Linked DNA regions of Mus musculus: all the other regions are linked to region 3. The links are chromatin contacts, called in public Hi-C and promoter capture Hi-C maps. All regions are on one chromosome and are shown on one strand. The core of a region is the stretch at or near the end of the contact, and the rest is flanking DNA. Distances in the headings are between cores, read along the strand shown.

Region 1 (3,056 bases), core at 355-2,854, 95 kb before region 3:
CTGAGGAGCTAGTTCCAGGGCACCTAGGGCTATATAGGGAAACCCTGTCTCAAAAAAAACAAAACAAAACAAAAAAACAAAAAACCAACCAAACAAACAAAAAACAACAACAACAAACCAATAAATAAATAAATAAATAAAATTAAAAATAAAATACACGATTTCCAGATGATTTATTGCATTGTTCAAAATGTTTTAAGTATTTGAGGTCTGTCACCTTTTAATGATTACGTTATATATGCTAACTAAGGAAAGGAGCATAATCTTGTCGCTCTGACTGACCAGTAAAATGCATGACTTTGAAGTGGCTCCTCTCTCTCTGCCCATCCCCCTGTCACTTTCCTCATGACTGACATCGGGATGTGTTGTGCACTCTTCCTCTGTTTCCCTCTGTCTTGAGCATCAGTGGTGCCATCCGATAATCAACTGGATGCTGTATGCCCTGGAATTCCAGCTAGAAAGTTCAGAATCGGATCAAATGGTCTATGGCATATTGTTTCTTGAGTCAACATAAAAACTAGCAGTGGGGACACGTGCTGTGGCAATTTCAGCTTTACCCTTGCTTCACTCCTTTGTGCTAAACCAGTGGTTCTCAACCTGTGGGTCCTTTTGGGTTCATGTATCAGATATATTTAGCAGATATATTTAGCAGTAGTAAAACTACAGTTATGAAGTAGCAACACAATAGTTTTATGGTTGGGGGTCACCACAGTATGAGGAGCTGTATTTAAGGGTCATGGCATTAGAAAGGTAGAGAACCATTGTTCTCAATGATTATAATTAATGTAACCCTTTTTTTTTTTTTGGTCACTGAGTGTTCATAAAGTGTTTCAAATAAGATACTTGTGTTAGTGACCCGAGCAGAAGGGGGAAAAAAAAAAAGACAAGAAAAACAACTCAAGCTTTCTTAAACAGTAATGAGTCTGGGTGGGCTAACTGTACCTGTGGTCCTGACTGTGCTGGATGCTGAGGCAGGAGGATCATTTCAGCCCTGAAATTGAATAATTTAGGCAACAAATCAAGGCCCATTTCTAAAAAAGCGACAGGAAAACTAAAACGATGGGAAACATTTTTGCTCATTGTGACAGAAACGTCCAAGGATTGGGCAGACTTCAGCTGCCTGTGGGGGCGAGACAGTCCTCAAGGACCCAGAATCTCTTCCTCTGTTACCTGCGATCTGCACAAGTTTGGCTTCATCTCCACACTCTCCATGGTGACCAAGTGTCCATTCTAGACTCTCCCCTGCTACTAGAGTGGCCACCTGGCCACTGCTCCAAACACACACCCTGGCTGATCCAGATCCTCTGCGGGCAACGTGGGAATTACCAGTCAGCTTACCCTCAGGATCTATCCTTGGAGCTAGCTCTAGGGCAGCCCAGCCCAACCGGTAGCCGTGGTCGGAGCCAGGACTGTTGTCCAAAACATACTTGTGAGCTGAAGAAGGAACAATAGACAGTGCAGAGAGTCACAGCTGGTTACTAACAGTGTTTAGCTGTTACCGGTTAGCTTTTAATCAGAACGCATGTGCTTACAGTCCGGGAGGCGCAGGAACTGCGTTAAACCGTTCCTCGGGTCGTTCTGTTTCTTTGGTTGGTTGCAAAGCCCTGATAATGAATGGTAGGAGAGCTTTTTTTTTTTTTTTTTTTTACATAGAAGTAGAGATCAGTATGTTATGCTAGTTACGTTTCTGCCCCTAGAGGGCACTGTTTCTTTAACAAGCAAAGGAGGAACTTATTATTTTATAAGCTGAATCTTTACATTTTAATGAAGAGTATATAATAGTGTGTCATTTCATGCCGGGTCAGGGGCACATGTACTTCGCAGTTGTTTACTTGTCTGGATTATAAAATGCTGAGAGCCCCTGGTGCTTAGAGACGTCCGTTCAAATGTTGTCTTTCCTGTTCCTGTACTTCCCTACCCAGCAGTCAAGGAGTTTTTACTCAGAGCACGCAGCTTGCTATTACACTCTGCGGAAGGCGTTAACAAACATCTTCAAATATGCTTTTCCCTTCATTTAAAAGAAGTTGCGAGAAAAGTTTGTTTTAACTTATTGTAGGAGAAGCAGAGTTTCTCAGTGTCACCAAAGTTCTTGCTGGCAGCAGAGACAGAAGCGGTGAGCTGTTATACTCTGTGCTTCAGTTTTCCTTAGTTCCTGTCCCCAAATCGAAGTGAAATAAACAACTAGAGTGATCTTGGTCACCGCTTCTCTGAACACTAAGTCCAGAAAGCACACGCTGTTTGTATGTGAGACAGGGTCTCACTGTGTAGCCCTGGCAGCTTGCTGTGTGTGCCCTAATGCTGGCATCAAGGTGCGCATCCCTGTGCCCAGCCCAGAAACCACACTCCATTACTTCATTTGAGTAGGATGTAAGCGATTTATTTTCATGTATTTTCTGCCTTCAGATTAAAACTTATTTTTTTTTCTTCATAGCTTCAAAATGTCTAGGTATTTAGTTCTTTAACTTTTGGTGGATATTTTAATCATCTCATATTTAAAAATTTTCAAGATAATGTGAACTAATAACCTTCTTTGTTTTATTGTTATAAAACTACAAGTTTTTTTTTTAAAAAAGGGAAGCAGCATTAATTTTAAAACTGGATTTAAAGTAGACTCTTAAAAGAGTAGCATAGCTGGACAGTGGTGGCACACACCTTTAATCCCAGCACTCGGGAGGCAGAGGCAGGCGGATTTCTGAATTCGAGGCCAGCCTGGTCTACAGAGTGGTACCAGGATAGCCAGAGCTATACAGAGAAACCCTGTCTCAAAAAACAAAAAACAACAACAACAACAACAAAAAGGAATAGCATATATATATATATATATATATGCATATATATGTGTGTGTGTATACATATATATACACATATATGTATATATATACATACACATACATATATATACACATATATACACATTTTGTTTTTGTTTTTGTTTGTTTTTTTGTATGAGTACACTGTAGCTGGTTTTAGGCAAAGCAGAAGAGGGCATCGGATCCCATTACAGATGGCTGTGAGCCACCATGTAGTTGCTGGGAATTGAACTCAGGACCTCTGGA
Region 2 (3,231 bases), core at 273-2,772, 120 kb before region 3:
AGGCTGGGATACGTAGTGAATTCCAGTTCAGCCAGGCTGGGTAGCCAGAGTCTATCAGATACGTAAGTTAGGTGGGTGGATGGATGGATGCTAGATAGTAAATGTTGGATCAGGGTTGACTAGTACCAGTTTTGGAATGATATGAATCTTATTCTCCCAAAAATAGGCACAACAGCAGAAGAGCTTCAGTGTTGCTCTGCAGAAGCAAAATAATATGAGGTTTGGGAAAAACATGCATGTAAATAATGACAGGATTCTAGAAGAGAAGAGTGATGTTATACCGAAGCATGCACTTGAAGAGGAGGCGGAGAACGACGAGGAGGTACCGGGTTTCTTTCTGCCTTTAGTATTGAATGCTTTCTTGTCCCTTAAAGTGCTGTATCTTCTATGTGCAGATTGATTTATGCTCATCAGTCCACAGTGCACATTGAGTGACCTGAAATATTAGGCTATATAATAATAGACAAACAGGATATACTGCAGACTATGTGTTTATAGGTAGTAGAGCGTAGCTGTCTGGCATAATTAGTAGTAAAACTAAATCTAATCTCTCTCTCCTTGTTAGTAATGGTATGTGAACTAGCTGAGGCAAATTTTTATTTCATAATTTTTTTGACTCTGTTATTTGGTCTGACTTATCATATCATATCATTATCATATATGTATGTAGCGTTGTTTGTTTAATGTGCACGTGGATATACGGGGACATACGGATATGAATGCATGTTTGTTCATGTAGAGGCCAGAGGTGAATATCAGGTGTGTTCCTAATTATTCTCTGTCTTAATATTTTTTTAATTTAAATTTAGTGCATGTGTGTGTGTGTGTGTGTGTGTGTGTGTGTGTGCAGGATCAAACCTAGGTGTGCAGGCTTGTGTGACAAGCACTGAGTCATCTAATTGAGGCCACCCCAGGTTGTCTGGCTAGGCTGACTGGGGAATGAGTACCAGGGACCCACTTGTCCCCTTCAGTGCTGGAATTATAGTTGGGTTCAGCCACTCCTTGAGCGTTATGTGGGTTCTGGGGATCCAAACTCAGTTCCCTGTGCTTTGGCGGTAAGCACTTTGCGGACTGAGCTATCTCCCCAACACTCGGCCATTTTATTTCAGTTTGCATTGAGGTGCTACAGGATAATTCTGTTGTAGCCTCTGTTAAACTGTAAATTTCCTAACTAAATATTTGAAAACGTCATAGAGTGCATTTTGAGCATGCCCACCACCCAGCCCCTCCCCTTAACACCCTTTCAATTCTCCTGTCCCTTCCCACCGACTTTGAAGTTATGCCTGCCTGCCTGCCTGCCTTCCTTCCTTCCTTCTCCCTTCCTCCCCCTCGTTCTTTCTTTCTTTTTCTCCTCCTCTTCCTTCTTCTTTTTCTTTCCTTTCCCCACTGAATTCAGTTTGTGTTGCAGAGCTATTCCTGGGGATGGGACCTACCCTGGCCTGCGTTAACCTACCAGAGATCACATCATTAATAAAACAAGCAGAATGCCTTCCCCTCCCCCAGCAGCTGTCTAAGCCAGCAGCTCCTCAGCTAGTAGTGGATCACATGTCTGCCTCCTATGCTGGCACTCTGTCTGCCTAGAGCTTGCATGGGTCTCGTGCAGGCTGTCACACTTGCTGTGAGTTCGTACAAGTGGCTGCCCTGTTAACATCTGCAAACACTATACCTACCACCGCTGGCCCTTCCAGTCTTTCCACTCACTCCTCCACAAGCACCCCTGAGCCTTGGGGTGAGTGCTGTGAAAGGATCTCCAATTTAGGGGTGAGCACACCACAGCCTTTTGTTCTCTGTATGGTGAAGAATCAGGGGTATCTCTGATTAACTGTCATCTTTTTAAATTTTTTATTTATATATTTATTTATATTTTATGTGAATCAATGTTTTGTTTGCATATATATCTGTATGAAGAGCTCAGATCCCCTGGAAATGCAGTTACATTGTGCACTGCCATGTGGGTCCTGGGAATTGAACCCTGGTCCACTAGAAGAGCAGTCAGTGCTCTTAACCACTGAGGGATCTCTCCAGCCTTGTTAATGGTTATCTTTTTTTTTAAGCCTCAGCTGTTTAGAAACCTTGAAATTATCTTTAATATTTTATTTTTCTATTCAAATTTATTCTTTCACTCTATTGTTTCTTAAAATTTTCACTGTGCCACAAAGTTATCTGTTGAGTCTGCCTTGCATTCTTATTAATATCTTGAAGTGTTCACCCTTATAATTTATCTGTGTGTGTCTCTGTATGGTTGTGGATGCTCTAGAGCTGGCTGTGCATGGAGGTCTGAGGCTGAAGACAGGAAGGTTGCTGTCTGCTGTAGTCACTGGGCCAGGGCCTCTCAGTTGAACTCACAACTTCTCAGCAGCCAGCTAGTTCTGAGAGGAATGCTAGGATTACACGAGGGCTGCCACACCGATCTGGCATTCACGTGGGGCTGGGGATCTGAACTCTGGCCTTCACGCTTGAGTGCCAAGGCGAGAAATTTATCCACTGAGCCATCTCTCCTAGGTCCCATCCTTCATTTCAAATGAGTGGTTTTAGGAGTAGAGCTAAGGGCGTATGTTAGCTCAGTGATAGGTGCTTGTAGAAGGCTCTGCTAAAAATGTTTTCTAAGGGAGGTGGACAACCCATGGTGCATTTCATTCTGAGAAATCACTGACCTGCTGAAGTTACTTTTAAAAAAAACTTTTAAAAGAGGACCAGCCTACTCTTCTTCTTCTTTTTAAAAAAGATTTATCTATTTATTTCATGTATGTGAGTATACTGTTGTCTTCAGACACACCACAAGAAGGCATTGGATGCCCATTACAGATGGTTGTGAGATGGTTGTGGTTGCTGGGAATTGAACTCAGGACTTCGGGAAGAACAGTTAGAGCTCTAGCTGCTGAGCCATCTCTCCAGCCCTGAAGTTGCTTTTTATATAGGTTGTCATTGAAGACAAATATAAGTAGTTGTTTTTTAGGTTGATACTCCATAAAATTGACGTTTTTGTTCTTATATTTAGAGGATGTCTGTGGGCTTTTCTCCTTTGGAGTTGTGGATGATAGGAGCAGACCATTCTTACCTCAGTTTCCCCAGCCTGCTTTGCACATCTCTAACTTTTGGTAGCATTAGAGTCATATGCTGGCTCTGAGTCCACGGCTTAGGGCACTTGGGTTGTCTCCTCTTCTTTTGGATCTCTCTAGTTCTGTATTTTGTTTTGTAGTTTTCCCCTAAGAAGTAAGAGTATAATCTATT
Region 3 (3,154 bases), core at 62-2,561:
TGACTGGCCAAAGCTTTGTGGCGGGAGGACATGAGAAGCCTTGTGTGTGTGTGTGTGTGTGTGTGTGTGCGCGCGCGCGCGCGCGCGCACACGCACCACGCAGTTCCCCTGTGCCCGTTAGTTATTGACTGAAGGAGCTGACGATTGAAGTTTCACAGTCAACCCCCAGTGGATTCCCATAACGTTCCCAATGGCCTGTGCCAGAAGCATAGGTCCAAACAACCCTCTTACCAGGCTCCGTGGCTTTACAGTGGATGGGATCTGGGAGAGTAGAGGGAAGGTTCTAGAACCCTGAAACCAGACCACTCTATTAGCGAACTCACAGCTGCCTTGTGGTGTAGACGAAGTGGAAACGATCAACTTTGTCCTAAGAGAAACAGACAGCCTGGTGACTCACCCAAGATACAGGCGAGCCAAGGTGGAAAGGGGGGTTTCCTCCCTGTATTCCTCCCCATATCTGCCTGGACTGGGGGCCCTCTTCCCGGCCGCTTGGCTGAGGTTGCAAGCCCCAGGGCTATAGGAATTGGGCCGGCTTGGCGGTATTACTACAGTGGAGGTTGACTTTGGAGCCTCTGGTCTCCTTAGTACCCCACCAGGGCTTAGAGAAGGGAGTCAGGCATGTGCAAGGCTGCACCTGGGGGTCCCAGAGACCTGGAGGCTTACTTGCTTTGAACTCGAAAGCAGGATTTTCCAAGTCTTCATGCGCTGGCTCGCCTGTGGGGCCCTGGAAAGCTAGCGTCCACGATCCGCCAGTCATACTTGACCTCCGAGACCGGCTAGGACCCTCGCCCTGGGATCTTCTTGGGATCCTCCCAGATCAGGAAGCGTTTGGAATCTCATTTACTCAACCGGTGGGTCAAGTCCATTGAACGATGATTCTTGAACGCGCTTTCCAAGCCAATGGAAAAGAGCCCACGAGGCGCCTGTGAATGGTGAGCTGGGAAGGCTTCGGGCTCGGGCAGCTGGTTCGACCCGGCTCGAGGGACAGCAGAGAGACAGCTAGGAAACCCAGGACTCCAAATTCCCACTTCTTGGAACCCCGATCCACAACCCACTCCCCCCGCCCCCTCCCCCGCCCGAAGCCGCACCGTGGTAACTCGGAGCTCTGCACACCTAGGACAAGGAAAGAGGTGTTCCTAGTCCCGCACCCCCAGGAGGCGCGCTCAGAGGGAAGCCGCCAGTGCGCCGCCTCTGCCTCGGCGCGGAACAAACGGTTAAAGATTTTTTTGGGCAGCGCCTCGAGGGGGGAGGAGCCAGGGGCCCGATCCGCAATTAAAGATGAACTTTGGGTGAACTAATTTGTCTGACCAAGGTAACGTGGGCAGTAACCTGGGCGGCCTTATAAAGAGGGCGCGCGGCGGGGTTCGGAGCTAGGGCGGCGGCGGCAGGTGGCGCGGGAGGCTGAAGCGTGCCATGGGGCTCCCGGCGCTGCTGGCCAGTGCGCTCTGCACCTTCGTGCTGCCGCTGCTGCTCTTCCTGGCGGCGCTCAAGCTCTGGGACCTGTACTGTGTGAGCAGCCGCGATCGCAGCTGCGCCCTCCCCTTGCCCCCCGGTACCATGGGCTTCCCATTCTTTGGGGAAACATTGCAGATGGTGCTTCAGGTAAGGGAGCTCGGGAAGGGACCTGACGCTTCCCCCGGAGTCCGCCTCAGCTCTGGGCCTGGGCTGAAGGTGGGATAAGTGTCCTCGCGAGGGAGGCGACCACGGCTTGGAAGAGGGGCTAGACGGAGACCAGATGCTCCCCGGCGCCCCCTCATGCGGGTTGCGGGTCTCTCTCCTCCACCTCCCTCTCAGCGGAGGAAGTTTCTGCAGATGAAGCGCAGGAAATACGGCTTCATCTACAAGACGCATCTGTTTGGGCGGCCCACGGTGCGGGTGATGGGCGCGGATAATGTGCGGCGCATCTTGCTGGGAGAGCACCGGTTGGTGTCGGTGCACTGGCCCGCGTCGGTGCGCACCATCCTGGGCGCTGGCTGCCTCTCCAACCTGCACGATTCCTCGCACAAGCAGCGAAAGAAGGTGAGGGTGAGCTGGCAACTCCTTGGCTGGCAGGGAGACCTCATCCTATGGCTTGGTTCAGGCAAATAGATGCGGGGCGAGGGCTAGTCCTATGTGGTGGGGACCAGGACCCTCTCTATCTGAGATCCACTTTAGCTTTTCTGCTAGCACGTGGGTTAGTCCTGGGGGGACTGAAATTCTTGAAAGGGTACTCGGAAAGGCGAAGGGGGGGGGGCTGAGGGAAAGTAGAGGATTGTAACACTCTCTGCTCCTGGGGGGTGCTCAGGTGATTATGCAGGCCTTCAGCCGCGAGGCACTCCAGTGCTACGTGCCCGTGATCGCTGAGGAAGTCAGCAGTTGTCTGGAGCAGTGGCTAAGCTGCGGCGAGCGCGGCCTCCTGGTCTACCCCGAGGTGAAGCGCCTCATGTTCCGCATCGCCATGCGCATCCTGCTGGGCTGCGAGCCGGGTCCAGCGGGCGGCGGGGAGGACGAGCAGCAGCTCGTGGAGGCTTTCGAGGAGATGACCCGCAATCTCTTCTCTCTTCCCATTGACGTGCCCTTTAGCGGCCTGTACCGGGTAAGGGCGGTTTGCGGAGTCGGAGTAGGGGAACGCAAGCTCGGGCATCCGCTCACCGCCACGCTCTCTCCGCGCTCAGGGCGTGAAGGCGCGGAACCTTATACACGCGCGCATCGAGGAGAACATTCGCGCCAAGATCCGCCGGCTTCAGGCTACAGAGCCGGATGGGGGTTGCAAGGACGCGCTGCAGCTCCTGATTGAGCACTCGTGGGAGAGGGGAGAGAGGCTGGATATGCAGGTGAGAAGCAATTTCAAAAGGTGCCAAGGGCCGGGGAGTGCCTCTGACTTTCCAGACACACTTTCTGGGGGTCTCCAAAGCCCTGTCAAGGCCCCAGCTACTTCCAAGTGGGCGGCGATGCTAGGTCTAGAGCTTTTCAACCTGTGGGTCGTGACCCCTTCACGGAGCCAAACAACCCTTTCAGAAGGGTCGCCTAAGAGCATCTGCATATCCGATATTTACATCAAGAAACATAACAGTAGCAAAATTACCGTTATGAAGTAGCAACAAAGATAATTTTATCGTTGGGGGTCACCACAACACGAGGAACCGTATTAAAGGGTGGCATTGGTCTAGAGAGC

What was found. Promoter capture Hi-C pulls out the DNA fragments that hold promoters and counts their contacts. Hi-C and Micro-C count contacts between places; a contact is called where the count stands out from the background.
Region 1: a promoter capture Hi-C map of trophoblast stem cells shows a contact between it and region 3, with 4 times the contacts expected there. A contact is called at or near these places in 16 of 39 promoter capture datasets (the 3T3-L1 cell line, 3T3-L1-derived adipocytes, the HPC-7 cell line and 12 more), 23 of 484 Hi-C or Micro-C datasets (the BV-2 cell line, the C2C12 cell line, the F1.1 cell line and 17 more), 6 of 130 datasets of targeted methods (craniofacial prominence, differentiating embryonic stem cells, embryonic forebrain and 2 more) and 1 of 9 other capture datasets (adipose tissue).
Region 2: a Hi-C map of pro-B cells shows a contact between it and region 3, with 2.9 times the contacts expected there. A contact is called at or near these places in 16 of 39 promoter capture datasets (the 3T3-L1 cell line, the C10 cell line, the HPC-7 cell line and 10 more), 43 of 484 Hi-C or Micro-C datasets (B cells, the Ba/F3 cell line, the CH12 cell line and 21 more), 12 of 130 datasets of targeted methods (astrocytes, embryonic stem cells, extraembryonic endoderm stem cells and 4 more) and 1 of 9 other capture datasets (embryonic stem cells).

Annotation. Positions count from the first base shown.
Region 1 is chr19:37,600,892-37,603,947 of GRCm38.p6, forward strand. The region is part of intron 17 of Exoc6 (exocyst complex component 6); the gene reads left to right. Among named protein-coding and RNA genes, the nearest start is that of Exoc6, 52 kb to the left of the region's middle.
Region 2 is chr19:37,578,254-37,581,484 of GRCm38.p6, forward strand. Exoc6 (exocyst complex component 6) reads left to right here. Exons shown (of 22, transcript NM_175353.2): 7 at 167-322. Among named protein-coding and RNA genes, the nearest start is that of Exoc6, 29 kb to the left of the region's middle.
Region 3 is chr19:37,696,497-37,699,650 of GRCm38.p6, forward strand. It overlaps Cyp26a1 (cytochrome P450, family 26, subfamily a, polypeptide 1), which reads left to right and starts at 1,312. Exons shown (of 7, transcript NM_007811.2): 1 at 1,312-1,602; 2 at 1,795-2,019; 3 at 2,285-2,575; 4 at 2,655-2,813. The coding sequence starts at 1,414. It overlaps Gm32342 (a long non-coding RNA gene), which reads right to left and starts at 1,050. Exons shown (of 3, transcript XR_003952929.1): 1 at 664-1,050; 2 at 232-367.